Regions from separate parts of the Mus musculus genome. Here region 1 is linked to region 2. A link is a contact called in public Hi-C data. All regions are on one chromosome and are shown on one strand. Each heading gives the region's core, a stretch centred on a gene start, on an enhancer-like site or on the middle of the called end of the contact. The rest is flanking DNA. Distances are from core to core; before and after follow the strand shown. Region 1 holds the start of Prr23a2 (proline rich 23A, member 2). Region 2 has its middle 23 kb from the start of Gm39411.

Region 1 (4,531 bases), core at 1,076-3,575, 130 kb after region 2:
ACTTGTCATTCCAAATGAAAAGCTTCTTACAGGGGAATGGAGCTGAAGGTACAGCAGTGACATGGAAACACACTCGGCCGGCAAGGATGTTAACTGGAAAAAAACTATTGAAAAAGCAGGGCAAAGGAGCTGGAGATATGACTCAGTGGTAGATCAGTTGCCTGGAATGTGAAAGGCTGTAGGTTCAATCCCTAGTACTGAATAAAAGAGGCAAAGAGGAAAGAAGAGGAAGAGAGAGGGAGGAGAAAGAAGGAATGAGAAGGCACACGAAGTGCCAGTGAGCATCTCACAGGAGTTTATCAGACATATAATGTGTCTCTAGGTTAAATTAATATTATAAATTCTAATTATATTCCCACATTAACTAAAACTAGATATTTAACTTTGAATTTCTTTTTGCCACTCAGAGCTTTAAGTATTTTTAGGATTGAAATGTATATTTTTTTCTTAAAAAAAAAAAAAAAAAAAAAAAAGCTTCCATTAGAGATGGTGATTTACTTTAACTATAGAACAGCTAGCCTATAATAAACTCTGGGGTCATTCCCCAGTACACAGGAAACTGGATAGGTTGGGCCAACCCCGTGATCCCAACACTCTAGAGGTGGAGGCAGGAGGGTTAGAAGTTCAAGGCCATTCTCCTCCACATACCCAGTCTGGGGAAATTCTGCTTCAAAAGCAAGCAAACAAATAAATAATAAATAGAAATAAAAACAGAACATATACATAGAATATTAAATTTTTATTAATATTGTTTCAATTTTTAATGCTCTCAATGATACTCTCTTCTTTCTTTTTGTTGCTTTGTTGCTGATTTGAGACAGGGTCTTTCCATTGTAGTCCTGGACCTAACTATGTGGGCCAGGCTTACCTTAGACTCACAGACATCTTCTTGCTCCTGTTGGGATTAAAGGCGTGAGGCATTAGACAGAACCACCTGGCTTTTTTTGTTTGTTCATGTGCATCAGTGTTTTGCCTGCATGTATGTCTGTGTGAGGGCGTTGGATCCCTTGGAACTGGAGTTTCAGACAGTTGTGAACCGCTGTGTGGGCACTGGAAAGTGAACTCAGGTCCTCTGGAAGAGTAGCCAGGGCTCTTAATACGCTAAGCCATCTCTCTAGCTCTCTTTTTCTTTTCTTTTCTTTTCCTTTTTCTTTCTTTCTTTCTTTTTTTTTTAAACAGGACCTCATCCAACTCAGACTGACCTCTAGCTAGCTCTGTGTGGAGACGAGACAGGATGAGACCCCTGCCTGTACCTCCCCAGGGCTCATAGGTGATCATCCCCCCACTGGGCCTAAGTTTTAATACAGCCCTAAATCTTCAGAAAATGTCTACCTGAAGGCTTCCCTCTGGCATCTTAAATGCAGGATTCCTAGAACTGGAGAAAGACCTGTACATTTCACTATCCTTGGGCAGGAGATGTGTTCGAGGTGATGCTCAGAACCTATGCAGGAAGTACTGGGTTCCATCCACAGCAAGCTGTAAGTCGAGTCTAGGGTTATACTCATGAATTCGAGTGCTCAGAAAATTACTTCTTCATCATGTGTTCATTTTGGTTGTTTTTTTTTTTTAAGGGGTTTGTTTATTTTTATTTTTGTGTATGGAATTTTTTACCTGCATGCATATCTCTATGCCATGTACTTGCCTGTTGTCAGAAGAGGAATCTAGCCAACCCATGCTTGTTTGTTATTTAAAATGGCGTCCCCTGTCTCAAAAACCCAAAAAATTAATAATAATAATAATAAATAAAATAAAATAAAATGGCGTCCCACTCAAACCCAAGCTAGACTGAAACTTGAGATTCACCTCCCTTACCTCTAACAATGCTGGGATCGCATGGTTGTCCTGTCGGCAAAAGAATACATGTACACTGTCTCCTTGCTTTGGTAATCTTTCGAATCCCTAAAACCACTCGAAAACAGAAATTCTAACATCTAAAGATCCGCCATCTTCGAATTCTATTCCTGGTCTGTCACTAAAAACAAAACAAAACAAAACAAAACAAAACAAAACAAAACAAAACAAAACATGAAAGTTATTCTGCCCCCTACAGGCCACAGAAGTGTTTCTTAAGCATAGGCTAGGCTATTGGGAAGCCTAGTATGCCACTCCTGGGTGGAGCCTCCGAAATGGAGGCAAGAGGGGCGGAGCCTAGTGTGACATTTCACGACTTCACTTTCCGGTGCATCTCTTGAGGTGTGATTGACGTCAGGGTGTATCCGGCGTGAGGAAAGCGCAGGACTGCAGAGCATGAGACAGCAGCAGCTCCGCCCCCGCCATCGCACCTGCCCGGCACCCGCGCTTCTTCATCCCGCAGAGCCGTCCATCATGCTGCGCACCAGGCCCCGCAGCCCCTGCGTCGACCCCGCGCCCTGCTGGTCACCTCAGACATCAGCACCCAGCCCTGCCAAGCGCCGCCGCCTCCACCAGGAGCCCGCGTGCCCAGAACCCCTGGCTCAGCCCGAGTTGGAAGCGCCCGCAGAGCCCACCACCTCCGTGGTGTTCCTGGCCGCCGGCTCTGCCCTGCAGTTGCCCCTGGATGGCATCGACCTGCTGTTGGAGCCTGAGCCCACCTCGGTCCTGCAAGTGTCGCTCCAAGGACACACCATCCTCCTGGTCCCCGAGGGACTCATGACACAACCCCAGCCAGGACAGCCTGGATTCGTGGCCATCAGCCCACAGGGAGCCGCTGCCCAGGACGGGCCCCAGGATCATCTAGTCGGTCTCCAGGAGGAAACCTGTGAGTACTTCTACCAAGAGGATGTCTGTAATGAGGATGCAGACTTGGAATTCCTGGAACCCTGGGCTAGGCCTCCAGATGATCAGGCCAATGGGAGCTTTTTCTCCATCCCAGGGGTGCCCAGTCCTTTGTTGCAGGAACAAGTCCCAGGGCCTTCCACTGGAGCAGAGCGATATTCTCCTAGGTCCATCTGGGAACTGGACAGCTACCTGCTGGGACCCCTCCCTGGCTCACCACTGCAGCCTCTGCCTCCATCTCCTTCCCAGAGTCCCCAAGAGCAGCTTCCGCCATGCCCTCCATGCTCTCCCCGGGCTCCTTGCAAGGCCCGGAAGCGACTGGTCTATGACTGAACTGCCCTGCACAAATCCTCGATTTCTCTCTGCAAGAGAACCTCTTCCCAATGCCATTGTGTGCCTTTACAGAGCCTACAAGGTTAAGATAACATTCTTGGTTTTGAAGTGGGCAGAATACAGAATATTGGATCTGTGGTTGGCTAGAAGAAAGTCTGAATGAGAAATAGCCACCTAAACATGCTGTTTGAAAATCACCTACTTTTGGTCTTTGAATTGGCTACATATGGCCTTTTCTTTACAGAAGTCACTCTCAAGTAATTGCACATCCCAAATGGGGCCTCAAATTTAAGCTCCAACAAGTTCCTTAAAACTCCACCCTACCATGCAGCCCTCTCAGATTAATTAGCTATATTAACTTGCAGGGTTTGGCCCTAATCACTCCTACTTTGTGTCTGCCCTTTTCCTATGGGCCTTTGCCTTATCAAGGTTCTCACTCACTTAGACTTACTACACGAATTTTGGGTTTGGTTTGGGTTTGAGTTTTTTGTTTGCTTGTTTTTATCAAGTGCTGTCTCTTTTTTCCCTATTAACTGTTAAGTGGGGAAATAACTTATATTCTCAACATTGTATGGTTTGGGAACTTGTTTTTGTTTTGGATTTGGATGGTGGTGTTTGTAGTTGGTTAGCTGGTTTTGTTTGTTTTGGTTTTTGTTTTGTTTTGTTGGGGGTATGGGTGTTCCAGAAGATCCAAGTATTTTCTTGGTCGAAGTATTTCATTTCTTTTAGTATATTTTTAATGTTCTGTTTATTTTTATTTCGTGTGTGGGAGTTTTTGCCTGCATGTGTGTATCTTACGTTGCTCCCATCTGTGTTGGGTGCATCACAGAGGAAGCAAAAGAATGTCAGATTCTGCGTAGACTTAGAAATCTGTTTTCCTCTGTGTTGGTGCTGGGAACCAAACTTCAGGGGATACACTAAGTGCTTCTCACTTCTGAGCCATCTCTCTAGCCTTCTTGCATATTTTTAATTTATAATATTCTGAAGAATTTTATACTCCTCGGACTATGGTAACTATAAGATTATATTTGTATAGGAATAATTACAAGATCTTGAATTTATTTTGTTTATTGCTACTAATGTATAAAATAGGTAATATTTTATCTGACATCCAACAAAATATTAATTTCTTTAATAACCTCTGCCTGGTTTCTTCCAAAATCAATGGTACTTCTAATGAGGAAATTGGCACAGGCCAATTCTGAGAAGCTCAATATTTCCTTAATGATCGGCATTAAATACGTCCGGGCAGAACAGCAAGCTTGGGAAGGGCAGGCCTGTTTTAAGAGATCTGTTTATCCATGGCTGGCCAGTAGTCCTTTTCCTATTTAAGATGTTACTTCTTTATGTTTCTTATCATAAAAGGGGGTTCTGTGTTGGTTTGGTTGCATAACTAAAAAGACTTCACCAAACTAATTAAAATATTTGACTTGGGCTGCAGAGA
Region 2 (4,391 bases), core at 1,562-4,061:
GATTCTCTACGTCATGGTGCAGGAAGAAACTCCTCACAGATGCCAAGTCATGTCCTTGAGTGCTCAGGTTCCAGAGCCATTAGCCCACCTGACCTCAATTCTGACTGCAGGCATCCAGTCTAAGGCATTTAATTGTAGCAACAAGAAAACATTGTGAAAGTGAAATCATACAACATTTGGCTTCTTCTTACTGGTGTGTTTCACTTAGTATAATGTGTTCAAAGCTCATTCACGTTCTTGCACACATCAAAGTTCACTTCCTGTTTAAGGCTCAACAATATTCCCCGTGTGTGTATACACCATACTTTCTGTATTTGCTTACCCTCTGTCATTTGGGCTCTTACACATATTAGCTACCGTGAGCAGTGCTGAAATGAACGTGGTAGTGTTAGACAGCCTTCCAGTAGCCTGTCCCTCCAGTAGCCTTTCTTCAGTTATTGTGGACACTCGGAGTGGGGCTACCATAGCAGACCTAGTTGTAGTTTTACTTTTTCAAGGACCCCCTACACTGCACCAATCTTCCCCAACTGCTGCCCATTCCCACCAACCGTGTACAAGAGATCCAGTTTCTCTGCCGAGTGTCCTGTCTGTTGTTCATTTGATAATGGCTGTGCTGACAGGCATGGGAGGAGTGTCCCACTGTGAACTTGATTTGCATTTTTCAGGTGATGAGTGAAGCTGAGCCTCCTTTCTTATGTCTGGTGGCCACCTGTGAGCCTTCTTCACGGAGATGACTGCTCGGGCCTCACCCGACTTTCCTATCAGGTGTCTTGCTATAGAGCCACAGGAATGCCTTGTGTATATTGGAGACTAACCCTCTGCAAGATGCATGGTTTACAAACATCAAACATCTTCCTATTCTCTCAGCTGCCTTTCACTGTTTCCCCCTTCACTGTGGATCATTTGAGTTGATATAATCTCACGTGACTTTTAAAAAACTACTTGTTATTTTGATGTCATATGTGTTGTATGTGTGAAATAATTTACATATGGCCAGTATCATAGATGTTTTTACTATGTTTTCTTCTATAACTTTTACGATGTCAGGTCTTTCTTTCTAAGCCTTCATTTTATATATTTGCTTTTTAAACAATTATTATTAGTTCCTTGAGAATTCTATAAGAAGTATTTTGACATTTACCTTTTTATATGCCTCAAGAGCCTGATTTTGTTGTTTTGTAATTAGATAGCCAGTTTCCCCAACACCATTGGTTGAGCCTATTTTGTGTATTCTTGACCACATCATCTAAGTTGTTGACTGTATATATTTGCACATAAAACTCTGTTATTTGCACATATAATTCTCCATTCTACCCCACTGGTCTTTATGTTTTTCTGTATGCCAGTGCAATTCTGCTTTTGTTAAAAAATATTAGTAATGTACTTTTTAAATGTCACAAGAAAAAAAAAGATTACATGTGAAGTTCTTGCTGATAGCATCATAATCCATAGTGAAAAGAACTCTAAGAGTTTCCTCTAAAATAGAAACAAGGCTCTGATACCCACCCTACCATTTCTAACATCGTAAGTCCAGGTTAAAACAAATAGGCAAGAAGAACAAAGTATCCAAACAAGAAGTGAAACTAATCCTATTTGCAGATGGCATGCAGGATACCCAATAAAATGGTTAACAACTAATAAATAAGCCCAGCAAAGTCGCAAGATCAGTTGTGTCACTATACACTAAAAACAGAATGTATGGGAAGTAAATTAGGAAAATGTCTCCTTTATAGTAGCATCAAACATTAATGAAAGAGGTGTGAGGTAGGATGGAAAACAAGAAGGGATCCATGACTTCAAGCTTCCTAACGGCTTGGAGTCAAAGCATCCAGAGAACAGTGTGTCTGTCGGTGAGGTGGCTAACAGGACAGGGGTGGGGATGAAGTTCAGTACTGGACAGAGACTAGGAGAGACCAGATGCTGGCTACTGAAACAGGGAGTCAGAGAGAGTACAGCAGCTGTGGTTGTCTGTGGTTGCCCAGCAGTGCAGCAGCAGGAAGTAGCAAGAGAAAGGGGGGTGGGGGAAGAAACAAAGGCACTAGGGAACACATGATCCCAGAAGCTGATGGAGAACGGACAGGCAGGGTGAGTCCAGCTGGTCTGGAAGCTGCACAGGAGGGCGGCCAATGCTCTGCTAGTGTGCAGTGACAGGGATTCAAAAGATCACAGCCAAGCCTGCTGCTTTAGGAAGTTAAGTCTAGCCGGGCGTGGTGGCGCACACCTTTAACCCCAGCACTCGGGAGGCAGAGGCAGGCGGATTTTTGAGTTCGAGGTCAGCTTGGTCTACAAGTTCCAGGACAGCCAGGGCTATACAGAGAAACACTGTCTTGAAGAACCAAAAAAAAAAAAAAAAAAAAAGGAAATTAAGTCTCTACAGATCCCCTCTCCCCTGATGCACAGCACTATGGCCATACTGTCCCTTTGTCACCCAGAATGATCCTGGCAGAACCACTGCAGCAAGCTCATTGAAAACAAAACAAAGCAAACAACAACAACAACCTGAATGTGCTGGTTCAGGTTGGGAATGATGACAGGGAATGATGTGGAGTTCACTTTTTCTCCTTGATTCTGGTGGCTTGGGCAGCCAGCCAGAGGGTCAGGACTGAGCAAGAACTTGCAGTTGTGTACACGGACCGGCCTCATAGAACCACAGTCTCACGGGCAGGAAAAAGTATAGCTAGCAGCCTGTCTCACCTCACCTGGCAGCTGACTGCTCATCCACTGTGGGCTTCACTGGGTCCCTGGGAGCCAGATGAACATGGGACTGTGGTTCCAGCCCTGGGGGCATGCTGAGCTAATCTGTGTGGTGTAAACAGACACTGGAGAGCAGGGACATCAAGCTTGTCTAACCAGCTCCGGCAGCAGCATTCCGCACTACCCCCCACTGAATTAGAGAGCAATGCACAGAAGAGGTGAATGTTCAAGTGTTTGCTCTCTCCAAGGACACACAGCTCAGAAAGAACATGCAGAATGCAGGTTACAGGGGGAATTAACTACTACTCCTGCCTACACAGTCAACCAATACTTCTTTTCTTTCTGCATATGCTGAGTGTGTTTAAATATATGTGTGTATATAGGTGTTAGTGTCTGTATGTATTTGCATGTGTCTATATGTTGGGTCTGTGCTTTTTTTTCTTTTTTCTTGAAACATATTTTCCTTCTTAGAATTCGTCCCTCACTATTCTCTGTCTTCCTCATTTAACAATGTCTTTCAGGAGTCCCTCCTCCTTTTCTATTTTGTAATTACACCTCCACCTTTCACTTGCTTTATCCCTCTCCACTTTCTGGAAATCCTGGCCTTTATTTTGCTTTCTTTCTCCCATCTTCTTCCCCATTACTTACCTTTTCTCCCTGTGTCTTTCAGGACTTTATAGTTGATGTCACTTCTGCCCCCCACCATCTCTGTAGCTGCGGTTGGGCTTGTGGGTGTCACAAGTGGCATGCGTGGTTTTCACTTATATTCCTGGTTCCTGCTATTAGCTGCTATTGCTGATATTTGATTCCTCTTTACCACATGGTGCTGGAGGTGGAACACACCAAACAAGCTTGATATGAGGAGGCTCTGCCACTCAGCCATACCTTCGGACCACCTACGAGTCGGCACATCCTGCTCTGTGTATGATGGATATCCAATTAAACTTCACAAGATAGCTTAACTCAAAGAAGAAGGGAGATTAAACTCTGAAGCCAATGGCCAGGCTCTAATTAGGAACTGCTAGAGAGGGCTGAAGGCCTACTTTATGTTACCTTCATTGGCAGGATCAGAAGAAAAAAACCCAGAAAGGATGTGAATTCCATACCTATGGGGGACACAGCATAGCCTATTCCCATAACTTTCCATGCCCAGCATTGCTGACAAGAGGATTAAAGTGCAGCTGCCTTTGAGTCATTTCTGACTCTCTAAGTAACCTCACCCATATTCTGGTAAGTAACCCCAATAAAACTCATTGGGTCACCACGTTGAACTTTAGTGATAATCCACACTGCCAGTGGGTCCCTATCAGGGGTGAGTATTGTGTCTTGTGTATTGTGTACACAATACGTGTATTGTGTCTCCCCATGAAAAATTTTGTCACACCAGCCTTATGCCCTTTCTCTTTACTAATGGCCCCCTGTACTTTCATGCCTTTCCTTTCTGACATCCCTCCGATGGAAGAAGACACGTGAAACATGTCTTTCTGAATCGTTTGTTTCTTACACCATGATAAGCTTTAGTTCCTTTGCAAACAAACTAATTCCTCGTTGTGGCTGAGTAATTCTTCACTGTGTATGCATATCACACTTTCTCTGCCCAGTAGCTCACTAATGAGCATGTAGCTGATTCCATAATTTAGTCATTGTTCTGGTTTGCTTCTCTGTTGCTGTGATAAAACAGGGATCAAATGGAAAGA

Evidence for each region. A called contact is a pair of places that touch in the nucleus more often than the background predicts.
Region 1: a contact with region 2 is called in a Hi-C map of differentiating embryonic stem cells, with 1.8 times the contacts expected there. The contact joins the promoter of Prr23a2 here to the enhancer-like site in region 2. A contact is called at or near these places in 3 of 39 promoter capture datasets (cranial neural crest, embryonic stem cells and stem cell-derived epiblast-like cells), 10 of 484 Hi-C or Micro-C datasets (8-cell embryo, differentiating embryonic stem cells, embryonic stem cells and 2 more), 2 of 115 datasets of contacts at active chromatin or transcription factors (both in embryonic stem cells) and 1 of 9 other capture datasets (adipose tissue).

What each region holds. Positions count from the first base shown.
Region 1 is chr9:98,854,266-98,858,796 of GRCm38.p6, forward strand. It overlaps Prr23a2 (proline rich 23A, member 2), which reads left to right and starts at 2,326. Exons shown (of 1, transcript NM_001134661.1): 1 at 2,326-3,087. The coding sequence starts at 2,326. The coding sequence ends at 3,087.
Region 2 is chr9:98,724,825-98,729,215 of GRCm38.p6, forward strand. No RefSeq gene overlaps it. Among named protein-coding and RNA genes, the nearest start is that of Gm39411, 23 kb to the right of the region's middle. Within about 2 kb of position 2,812, at least 42 of the 459 cell types and tissues checked have an H3K27ac peak or open chromatin away from gene starts, as enhancers often do. A contact at or near this core is called in differentiating embryonic stem cells, where this site is marked.